3 separate regions of the Mus musculus genome follow, and all the other regions are linked to region 3. The links are chromatin contacts, called in public Hi-C and promoter capture Hi-C maps. All regions are on one chromosome and are shown on one strand. The core of a region is the stretch at or near the end of the contact, and the rest is flanking DNA. Distances in the headings are between cores, read along the strand shown. Region 1 holds the start of Npy5r (neuropeptide Y receptor Y5). Region 2 overlaps Marchf1 (membrane associated ring-CH-type finger 1). Region 3 holds the start of Tma16 (translation machinery associated 16).

Region 1 (3,180 bases), core at 634-3,133, 200 kb after region 3:
TCTGCTTCCCATCACTGCAATAACCAACTCCCACGAGTTTGATACAGCACAAATACTTCATAGACGATGAAAACAATGCCATAAGAGACTGTTAATTCACCCTAGATAACTTTCGAAGGTGTGAAGGAGGGGGTGCTTTGACAATTACATAAAGGAATATTGATTATTGCAGAATGTTGCAAGCCACATGAGTTCTTCATTTCTACCCTCTTCTCTTTCTTACATGGCAACCTTTCTCACGGTCACAAGTTCCACCTGGCATGCTGGAATGTTCCCAAGGAACACTGTGTGTGTGTGTGTGTGTGTGTGTGTGTGTGTGTGTGTGTGTGTGTGTGTGTGTACTGTGTGTGTGTGTGTGTACTGTGTGTGTGTGTGTGTGTGTACTGTGTGTGTGTGTGTACTGTGTGTGTGTGTACTGTGTGTGTGTGTGTGTACTGTGTGTGTGTGTGCTCGTGCGCATGCGCGCGCGTTCATTGTGAGGATTTCCTGTAATTTTCTTATAAATTGGTCTGTATGGAACGCCAAGACAAGTGAAGTCTGAATAAACTTTAAAGCTTTTGAGAGCGGAGCTGAGTTAAGTTCTTTCTTTGACTAAGGGGAGAAAGGACAGTGAGCCAAGCTTAGAGAGAGACGGGTCTTTGCACTTAAATAAGGTTTCACTCTTAGGTTAATTCCCTGCTTAATAAAAATATGTATCATTCTCGCAAAAGATGCCAACCATGCAGAAGAATCGGATACATGTAGTTCTGCCTGTTTGCTGTGGCTTTGCAGCGATGGCACAATTCCATGACTCCACGTAGTGTGTGTTGTTCTGCAAGGCAAAATTCTGCAAAAGATGGCCCTGGACAAATAAGCACAGTACTCTTCAGCTACCGAGCATGCAGTACCCACCACCCTTCTCCTTATTCTAGATTCTTAACAGCAGGTCTCTCTCTCTCCTCTCTCTCTCTCTCTCTCTCTCTCTCTCTCTCTCTCTCTCTCTCTCTCTCTCTCTCTCTCTCTCTCTCTCCCTCCCTCTTCTTGAGACATCTGGAATTTGAAATGCACCCAGTCTTGGGCACAAGCTTACATCAAACCTTCATTTTCTTTTTCTTTTTCTTCTTTTGGCTTCCATCTAACAGTATGTTCTTTGAATAGCTGTACTATAGGTCTGTAAACTTACAGATAAGAATTCCTTTTTACCCCCTTGGAACTCAGGTGTGTGGATGGCTATTTCCTGCTAGCAGTTGACTTACAAGCCACCTTGCAAACCCAAGTGCACAGCTGTCTCCCTGTGTGTGGCCAGCTGTGGGACATGAAGGCAGCTGAATCGCCGCATCCTGGACATAGCCAGAGCTCAGCTAGGGCTGACAACCTGAGTGGGCACCCCGTGGGTTGTGGTTCCCTTACCTCAGACGCCCACCGAGCTGTACCCCGCGTTCCCCTAAGCCAAAGCGGGGACTGAGCTTCGTCCATCCCTCCTTCCCATACTAGGGACCCTCCCGGGACAATCTGATAGGGTCTGGCAAGAACCTGCTCCTCTGTGAGTTTGGCACCAGAGGGACCTGCCAGACTAGGAAGGATTCAACTGCAACCGTTTCCCCCGCTCTCCCTTCCCGCCGCCTGACAACTGCGGTTTCTCCACCTCCATCCCCTTTCTCAATCAGGCTGCCTCCCGGTCCGCAACCCACCCTCTTGGAAACCACAAGATGCTCCAGAACCCAGGATAGGGACGTGGGCTTCTCGTAGGGGCAGGCGAGGCCTGGAGTGGGTACCTCGGGATGCCCTGGCCGCTGCGGGTGCCTGGACTCCGGGGTACGCGGCTGAGTGCGGTCGCTTCTGCTTGAGATGGAAGCGGTGGCAGCAGGAGCAGGACCTGGAGGCGGCGGTGGGAAGGAGGGGCCCCGGAGCCGCCAGGGTTTTAGAAGAGCCTCGGGAACACGTGACAGTCCCTGAGACCCCGGACACCCGGCTCAAGATCGCCTGTTCCTGGCCTCCATAGTCCAATTTAGGTACATCCCGGTGCCCGTGTGTCTGTTTGGAGGCCCCGGGCAGCCGCTCTAGGGCTACAGGATGCATCCCCACTACCCTGTTCTCTAGTTGCAGGAGTTAACTTAGGGGTCCCACGGATGGTTGTCTTTCCTATCCTCAACCCCATAGTGGCTTCTATGAGAGTAGGCGTTTTTTTCCGATAGCTTTTGTGAGAAAAACCTTCAAGGTCCATGTTTTCTTTATGAGAGGGGGGAAAATATCACAAAATCCCAAACAGAACATCTTCTTGCCTTTCTAACATAAAGAAGTCTGGGTGAGAAATTGACCTAAACCTGCAGGGAACAGGCTGTGATGAAGCGTGCAAAATAGACAATAGGATCAACTCCTACTCTAAGGGGTAGTAGTGTGTGGGTGTGAGCGAGGGACATGGAGCAGAGGGAGCTGGGAAGTGGGGGTGAAATGGAGTCAGCCCTTCTTGGAAGCTTTCCGTATCAAAACGCGTGAGTGTGTATGGGAGGGGGCAGGGGGCAGCGGTGTTTTGTCATCTTTCAAAAACATAAAGACAACCTAAGGAAATGAACAAATAGAAACAAATAAAACCCTGTCCTGTTGCACCAAAGCTTGATTTTCATTTTTAAGATTGACAGATCTGTATCCTTTTGTGCAAGATTGTCACAGTATTTGGCCAATCCTCGGTTGGCCTGCCATAACAACAGTGTATTTCCTACACCATCACGATTACAGTGCTTAGCATTGCCTGAACTGTAACCCCAAGGCACTGTGTCGACTGAAGAGGACTTTGGTCCCTTGACTTTTATCCCATGCCCCTGGGGCAGCACTTGCTGTGTCTCAAAGGTCAGAAGATATTTGCCTGTTTCTGCTAATTTAGCAGTCAGTACTCAAGGAAACTGTAGTGTATGCCGTTCCCTCAGCCCAAGGAATCCAAGAACTTCAAAAGGGCTTCAAGAAAATATCATCTGATTCTACTGGGCTTCATTTCAGAATCACTATATTTGTCCCAATATTTGAACACAGAAGGTACCTGTGCAGGGTCCTGGGATCCTGCAGTGAGGGAAGAGAGGAGACTGGCTTTTAATAAACAAAAGCTTAGCAAACAAGGGATTGGTCCTAGGCTTTCTTTTTTTGGTTTGGTTTGGTTTGGGTTTTTCAAGACAGGGTTTCTCTGCATAGCCCTAGCTGTCCTGGAAC
Region 2 (3,475 bases), core at 707-3,206, 140 kb before region 3:
AGGAACTCATTCATAGCAACATATAATAATAATAATAACAGATCAACATATATCTGATAAATGCTTAAGGAATGAGGGAGAGGAAGAAAGATATAAAAAGAAGATATAAAGAAAGCAGACCATGAAAGGCACCAAAATAGTTGCTCATGTAATGTTCCACTGGAAGGGAAAATGTAGTAAGCAGAATGTGTACAAAGATACATAATGCAAAGCTGGGAATATGGAGACAGCTCAGAGTTAGAACATGTAGACTATTTTTCCAGAGAACCCAAGTTTGGTTCCCAATTTTCATGTCAGGTAACTCATAACTGCTTCTAACTCCAGCTTCAAGGAGCCAAATATCCTTTTTGTCTCTGTACCACTAACATGCAACATGCATGTGATTTACACACACACATAAATAAATAAATAGATAGATAGATAGATAGATAGATAGATAGATAGATAGATAGATAGATAAATTTAACATACAGAGAACATGAAGAAATAGCTGTCCTCTGGCTTCCAAATATCTTTGCCTTGAAATATGTGTTCATGCATGTCAAAACATACATACGCACATGCACACACACACATACACACACACGCACACACACAAAAAAACACTGTACACATGGTAATAAATTTTAAAAATATATTCAGAGAAACTAGAGTTAGAAACATTCATGTTAGACTTATTTTCAAAACAAGCTATGAAGTGTATCCAAACAGTAAGAAACATCAAGAGAGTCCCTGGAGTCATAGCAAGGCTTCATCAAGGACATCAGCAGTTAGGGCTCTAGTTAATTAGAGTCAAAATCTTAAAATCACAGCAAAAGCAAAACAAGCTCCATAAGAGATGTCACCGAGAAAAAAATGAGAATAATGTTGTGATGTGTTTGAATCCTAAGAGAGACAGAAGTTTGCACATTGAGAAGTGAGTTGTTGAAAGAACCAGGCATAGAGGCCTCTACCAGTGCACCCAAGTTCAGAGAGTCAGAAACAGATAAAGTAAGAAACTGAGAAATTTGATTACAGAACAAAGACAAATATTCATGGTTTTGCAAGAGAGCTCAGTAGGAAAAGATGCCCTCCTTGAGGCCTGAAAAACTGAACTTAGTACTCAGGACTCATGTGGTGAAGAGAGCACACACATACTAGCTGTCTTTTAACCTCTACACTTGGGTCAGGATACTTGAAGACCCACACACATGTACATACATGAATAAATTTTTAAGTGATAACATTAACTTCGAAAGTAATCAATGATAAAACTGAACATTTTTCTTATTAACATCCATTCCTACTGACTCCCCACTCTTTTGTCCTGATTAATTTATCTGACTAGTACTATCCTTGTCCTAAGGATTATATGATGGAGTTTTTCCTTTTCATATTTTGACATCCTACTTCCATGCTCTCTCCCTCTTAACACATGAACTCAACCAAAATAATTTGGTTTTACTTATTATGTCACCAGCGCCTTGACCAAGACTGGGAACAAAACCAGATCCAGGTAAAGATTTGTTTACTGTTACTGAATCAGCACATTTGAACTTGCACAAGCATTAAATTTCAAGGAAGAAAAATAAAGTTACTAAGAAAATAATACTTAGAAATGCATATACATATTTGAAGTTAGATTTTTTTAAGTCAAAGAACAGAATGTTTCTAGAACTTTCTAGCGTATTTAAAAGGTATGTTGAAATATTCATGCCTTTCTGATGAAACTTGTGATAAATACTAAATAGTCATGGTGTCGATACACAATGCTAATGAAGAAAATTTCTAGATCAAGCAATTACTGAGGGTTTCAGTTGAGGAAGGCTTTGAAGAACATTGGAAAGAAGGCTTGTCAGTCACAATGAAGACTAAATGCAAGGTTTCAGTGAGGAAAGAGCCAAGTGTTGAAGGCACAGAAAAGAAGTGGTTGGGAGTTGCCCTGGTGAGTAATGAGGCAATTGTAAGATGTCATAACACAAAGGCAACATACTTCATTTCTCTGGCAGATGTGGTCAAGGGCTGGCTGTTATGTGAAATACACTGGGGATGCACAGAAACATTTCATTAGGAAATAAATCATTACTTCACTCAATACGTGCTCAATGAAGAAAGCTATGCTTCAGGAGCTTGTGTAGAATATTTTTGACACAGCTTGAAGGACTTCTTTAAAATGTCTAAGCTTATCATAGAAGGCTTCCTAAACTGAGAGTATGTGGAGGATCAATAGATGTGAACAATCTGTAGATAAATGTAGAACATCCTAAGAACTGAAGGGGAGAAAAATGTGTGTATAAGCTCTGAAGCAGAAACCCATAAGACTATGCATAGGTCTGAATAAGCAACACAAAGGCCATGGAAGAGGGCAAAGAGGCTCCAGAATGAGGGAGTGAGAAAGAGACCAGATCAGAAAGCCTAGTCAGCCATAATGAGAAGTCATGGCTTTGTCTTTATGGAAATGGAGTGTCATTAAAGAAAAACAATTAGGAGGCTACTAATATAATTGTGTCATAAATAACAAATTTGAAGTGAACTGGAAAAGGTTGGAAAGAAAAAGACAACACAGAGATACTTAAAGGGGAAATGGGGGAACCTTAGTCATAGCTGAAATGTGAAAACTAAGGCAACCTTCGTATTTTGTTAAATGTACAGGAGTGGCCACCAAAGCACCACTTAATTGAAACGACACTAAAGCTTTGTATCTGAAGCATCTGATGCTTTGTAATGCTGGCAAAATGGCTCAACAAATGAAGTTATCACTGCACAAACATGAGAACCCAAGTGTCAGTCCAAATTATCCTTTAAAATCCAGATATGATGGAAAGCACCTGTGATCCTAGCACTAGGAGAGTGAGAACAAGCTGATCCCAAATCCTGAGGTTCAATAGAACACTAGTGTAGCCAAACTAGTCAACACTGAGTTCACTGAGTGACCCTCTATCAGAAGAAAAAAAAATGAAGGAGGATGGAAGAAGAAACCAACTTCAATTTCAGGTCTCCACATGAGCATAGTTATAGATAAATGTGCACAGATCCATACACAGATATGCACACATACAGAGAAACTGAGAGAAACATATATGTATACAATAACAATATACACAACAGAAAAGGAGGCCATGAATTTGTTTTTCTGCTTTATTTATTTATTCAGTTTATATCCCAATCGTAGCACCCTCCCTCCTATCCTCTCAGTCCAACCCTCACACCCCCTCCCCCATTTATCTTTCTCCTCTCCTCTGAAAAGGAAAGGACGCCCCCCCCCCATGGGAACCAAGGCAGCCTGGCACATCAACACTTAGCAGAACTAGGTACATCCTCTCCCACTGAGGCCAGACATAGGATGCCCAGCTAAAGTTAAAGGATCTAAAAAGAGGCAACAGAGTCAGAGTCAGCCCCTGGTCTGCTTGTTATGGGCTCCACATGGAGAACTGCCACTCACTCTGGTCCAGTCAGCTTGACAAGCCGAGAGGCTTGGAAGCTACTCACTGAGGCA
Region 3 (3,422 bases), core at 353-2,852:
CCTCCACTCTAGCCCTGAGTGGAAAAGAAACCTCAGGAAAGTTGTCCTACACCCTTTGCCCAAGTTCTACTGACCAAAACCTACTGTTACATAAAATAGATGAATATATATAATTTTTAATCTCTGAGAAAAAAAAAGACTATTAGGGAACAGGTGGTCCCTAATATTCCTCTTCAATAGTCACTCCTCTAAAGGCCAAATAGCTCTTGAAGCTTTTTCAAACCTGTCAGTTACCTTTATTCAACCCATACAATCAGGCCTAGGTTGCTCTATTGTTAGACCCCTTTACAAAGAAGTCGAAAAAATCTGTCTACAGTGTTAATCCAGTATAGAGTTTCTTTCCCTATTGAAAGAGATCAGCTTGGTTCTAAGCTTTAGCACAGAAAGCCATCTCTTCCAACTTTCTTCTCCAGCATTTCCTTCACACAGCTCCTTCTCCCCATTCTTACTGAAGATCACTATTCCAGAATAAACCACACTGCAACTTGAGACTACACTTGTTATCTCTGTCTGTAATTCTTTCCTTCCCTTTTCCTTTGCTAAGACAAAGCTCGAAATAATCTCAAAAAAACTCTCCAAATAATTAAAATGTTCATCAATTCCTCATTCACACAATTCTCTTAGACATTGGTCATTTTTTCATTAATCTGATGAGAGAAGGCACGTCTAAGTCTGAAACCCATCTGAGGTTGGCTATGAATAAAAAAATAATAATCTTAAAGCCGTAAGAACACACACATGGAGGATAGTGGGGCAAATGAGAAACGAGATTAAACATCAAACATACACATGGCGAAAACAGATTCTCACAAATTGTTCTCCGATATCCACACGTACATAAAATCAGTTATAAACATAAATTCGGCCAGGCGGTGGTGGCGCACCCCTTTATTCCCAGCACTTGGGAGGCAGAGGCAGGCGGATTTCTGACTTTGAGGCCAGCCTGGTCTACAAAGTGAGTTCCAGGACAGCCAGGGCTATACAGAGAAACCCTGTCTCGAAAGAAAAAAAAAAAAAACATAAATTCGGATACTGTGAATGAGCTCTTTATATCGCTATACATAAACCGTTTATAACACTCTTAACTACTGTCTTAAAATGCAAACAAAACAGCATTGTTGCCCGGTAGGAATGGGAGTTGTAGAGGCAGGACTAAAGTCAGAACAGAAGGGCTGCGGGCCGATGCACCTCGTGGGTGGCTGTGACCCTGGGCAGGGGAGACCTGCACTTGCCCCAGGGCAGAGGTGGGTGGATCCACAAAGCGGTATTAGTTAAGGCCCTCAGGAAAATGAGAAACCGGGAGACGTGGACAACGCCACCCAGAGCGAGTTGAGAACGCGCTGGAGCACTCCGATCCTGGGGCAGCACCGGGGGCCCACCACCGCCCCACGCAGCCACTCCGAGTCCCGGCTTCTCCCGGGTCCGAGCTTGTACTCCCCGGCCGCCCGACCAGAGCCTCCCGGAGAACCTAAGGGGCCGCTCACCATGGCGATGTCTTGGCCACCGAGGCCGGGCGATGTCCCGATGCGACAATTTCACAGAGGGCAGCGCAGCCGCTCTCAAGTCCGCTTCTTCCCTAACACACGTGGGCCCCGGGGGAAACAAATAGGGGCGGACAGGAAGGGGAGGAGCTGGTGCTTTCTCTAAAGCGTCCCTAGAAACTGAGACGTAATGTTTTTCCGCCCGCCTTGTTTTACAGCCCGGGAGCCACACAAAGGCGGGGAGAGTAGAGAGAGAGAGAGAGTCGAGCTCAGAGAACAGAAGTCTGTCTGTCTTCTGTTTCTGACTGAAAGGCCGGCCTTGAGTATCGGCCAGAAGGCAGCTCTCCATGGGCGAGCAACTTGTTAGGAGATAGCATTACCTCACCTAGAGGTGCCCATCTCCCAGAATGGTGTAAATTCAGCCTTCACTTTTCCTTTGATTTTCTCTACCATTTTCTTTCTATATCTAAAGCCTGTCTCTCCGGCCTTGTTATTCCGTTTTTGAACAGCATGGTAAAATTTGATAGAAAGTCTTACGTAGTAATTATTAATCAAATGCCTAGTACATGCTACGCATTGAAGGTACTTTGACAGTTTCCCTACTTTCTTTTTTGTATAATTTCTATCTGTAGTGGGACATAAAGAAGTTAGTATTTCAAATACTATTATAATATAAATTATTACCATAGACTAAGTGGATTTAACATACACAAAAAAGGGGAGGAGATGAAGGATCAGGAGGAGAAGGGATGGGAGAAGAGGAGATGTATGGGGGAGTGTTAGGAGAGGGATATGGGAGAAAGGGGGGGCGAGGAAGAGGATGACAATGAATGGATTCCTTGGACCCTATCAGACAACTCTGAAATAAAACTAGAATCCAACAGCAAGAGAAACTACAGGACTTAAAACAAATACTTGGACACGTAATGGTACAATTTTAAATGTACAGTGGGTCACTGAAGAAATCAAGGAGAAAATTCTTAGAAACAAATGAAAATCATAGGCACTCTACGAGCTAGCTAAAGCATCCTAACAGGAAAGTGAGTATTTACAATAAAGCAAAATGAGAGTTTCCAAGTGAAGTAATAATTCATCTTAAGGTTCTAGAAATAAGAAGTCACTCCCAAACCCAATCACTGGATAAATAAATAAATTCATCAATCGATCACTATTAAAGCGGGACCTAATGAAATAGAGACCAAAAAAACCCTCAATACATAGGAATAGCTAAAGCAATCGTTTTTGTTAAAGGACAACTGTTAGTATTTTGTCTAAGCTCCACAACACAGTTATCTGGCAACAGCCAGGTAGGTTCTGCCCCCCCAGTTACCTGGCGTGGTCCCTCAGGGGGAAGGGCTGTGGGCCCACGGAGGCATCCCCTTCCCCATGCCTGACTACACCTCCACAGAATATATCCCCCCTTTATCTTTTTATAAACACATCAATAACAAGACTGATTAAACCCCTAGCCAAACTAGCAAAAGAAATCCCAAATTAATAAAAGTAAAGGTGAAAGCAGGAATTGTAACAACAGACTCCAGTGAAATTCAGATAATCTATAGAATACTTGGAAAATTTTATTTCAAAATGCTGATAAACATCAAAGTATTTGATGTATTTCTAAACATGTATGACACACCAAGATCCCTGAAAATATAATACAGTAAATGTGTTCATTATATGTAATAAGATTAAAAGCAATAATTAAAAGTCTCATCCAAAGAAATGTCTAGAATCAGATGGACTCATGGCTGAATTCTACCAAACTTTTTTTTTTTTTTTTTTTTTTTTTCTGAGACAGGGTTTCTCTGTGTAGCCCTGGCTGTCCTGGAACTCACTTTGTAGACCAGGCTGGCCTTGAACTCAGAGATCCTCCTACCTCTGCCTCTCAAGTGCTGGGATTAAAGGCGTGCACCACCACTGTCCTGCCCAAAATTTTAA

The links. Promoter capture Hi-C pulls out the DNA fragments that hold promoters and counts their contacts. Hi-C and Micro-C count contacts between places; a contact is called where the count stands out from the background.
Region 1: a Hi-C map of embryonic fibroblasts shows a contact between it and region 3, with 3 times the contacts expected there. The contact joins the promoter of Npy5r here to the promoter of Tma16 in region 3. A contact is called at or near these places in 3 of 39 promoter capture datasets (the 3T3-L1 cell line, hippocampal neurons and liver), 6 of 484 Hi-C or Micro-C datasets (cumulus cells, embryonic fibroblasts, embryonic stem cells and 1 more) and 1 of 9 other capture datasets (adipose tissue).
Region 2: a promoter capture Hi-C map of neutrophils shows a contact between it and region 3. The contact joins the enhancer-like site here to the promoter of Tma16 in region 3. A contact is called at or near these places in 8 of 39 promoter capture datasets (the C10 cell line, hematopoietic stem and progenitor cells, liver and 3 more), 5 of 484 Hi-C or Micro-C datasets (B cells, bone marrow-derived macrophages and macrophages), 2 of 115 datasets of contacts at active chromatin or transcription factors (bone marrow-derived dendritic cells and microglia) and 1 of 9 other capture datasets (liver).

What each region holds. Positions count from the first base shown.
Region 1 is chr8:66,686,211-66,689,390 of GRCm38.p6, forward strand. It overlaps Npy5r (neuropeptide Y receptor Y5), which reads right to left and starts at 1,884. Exons shown (of 2, transcript NM_001358958.1): 1 at 1,671-1,884.
Region 2 is chr8:66,341,160-66,344,634 of GRCm38.p6, forward strand. All of the region lies in intron 5 of Marchf1 (membrane associated ring-CH-type finger 1), which reads left to right. Among named protein-coding and RNA genes, the nearest start is that of Tma16, 140 kb to the right of the region's middle. Within about 2 kb of position 1,957, at least 25 of the 459 cell types and tissues checked have an H3K27ac peak or open chromatin away from gene starts, as enhancers often do. A contact at or near this core is called in hematopoietic stem and progenitor cells and neutrophils, where this site is marked.
Region 3 is chr8:66,484,928-66,488,349 of GRCm38.p6, forward strand. It overlaps Tma16 (translation machinery associated 16), which reads right to left and starts at 1,603. Exons shown (of 7, transcript NM_025465.3): 1 at 1,485-1,603. The coding sequence starts at 1,487.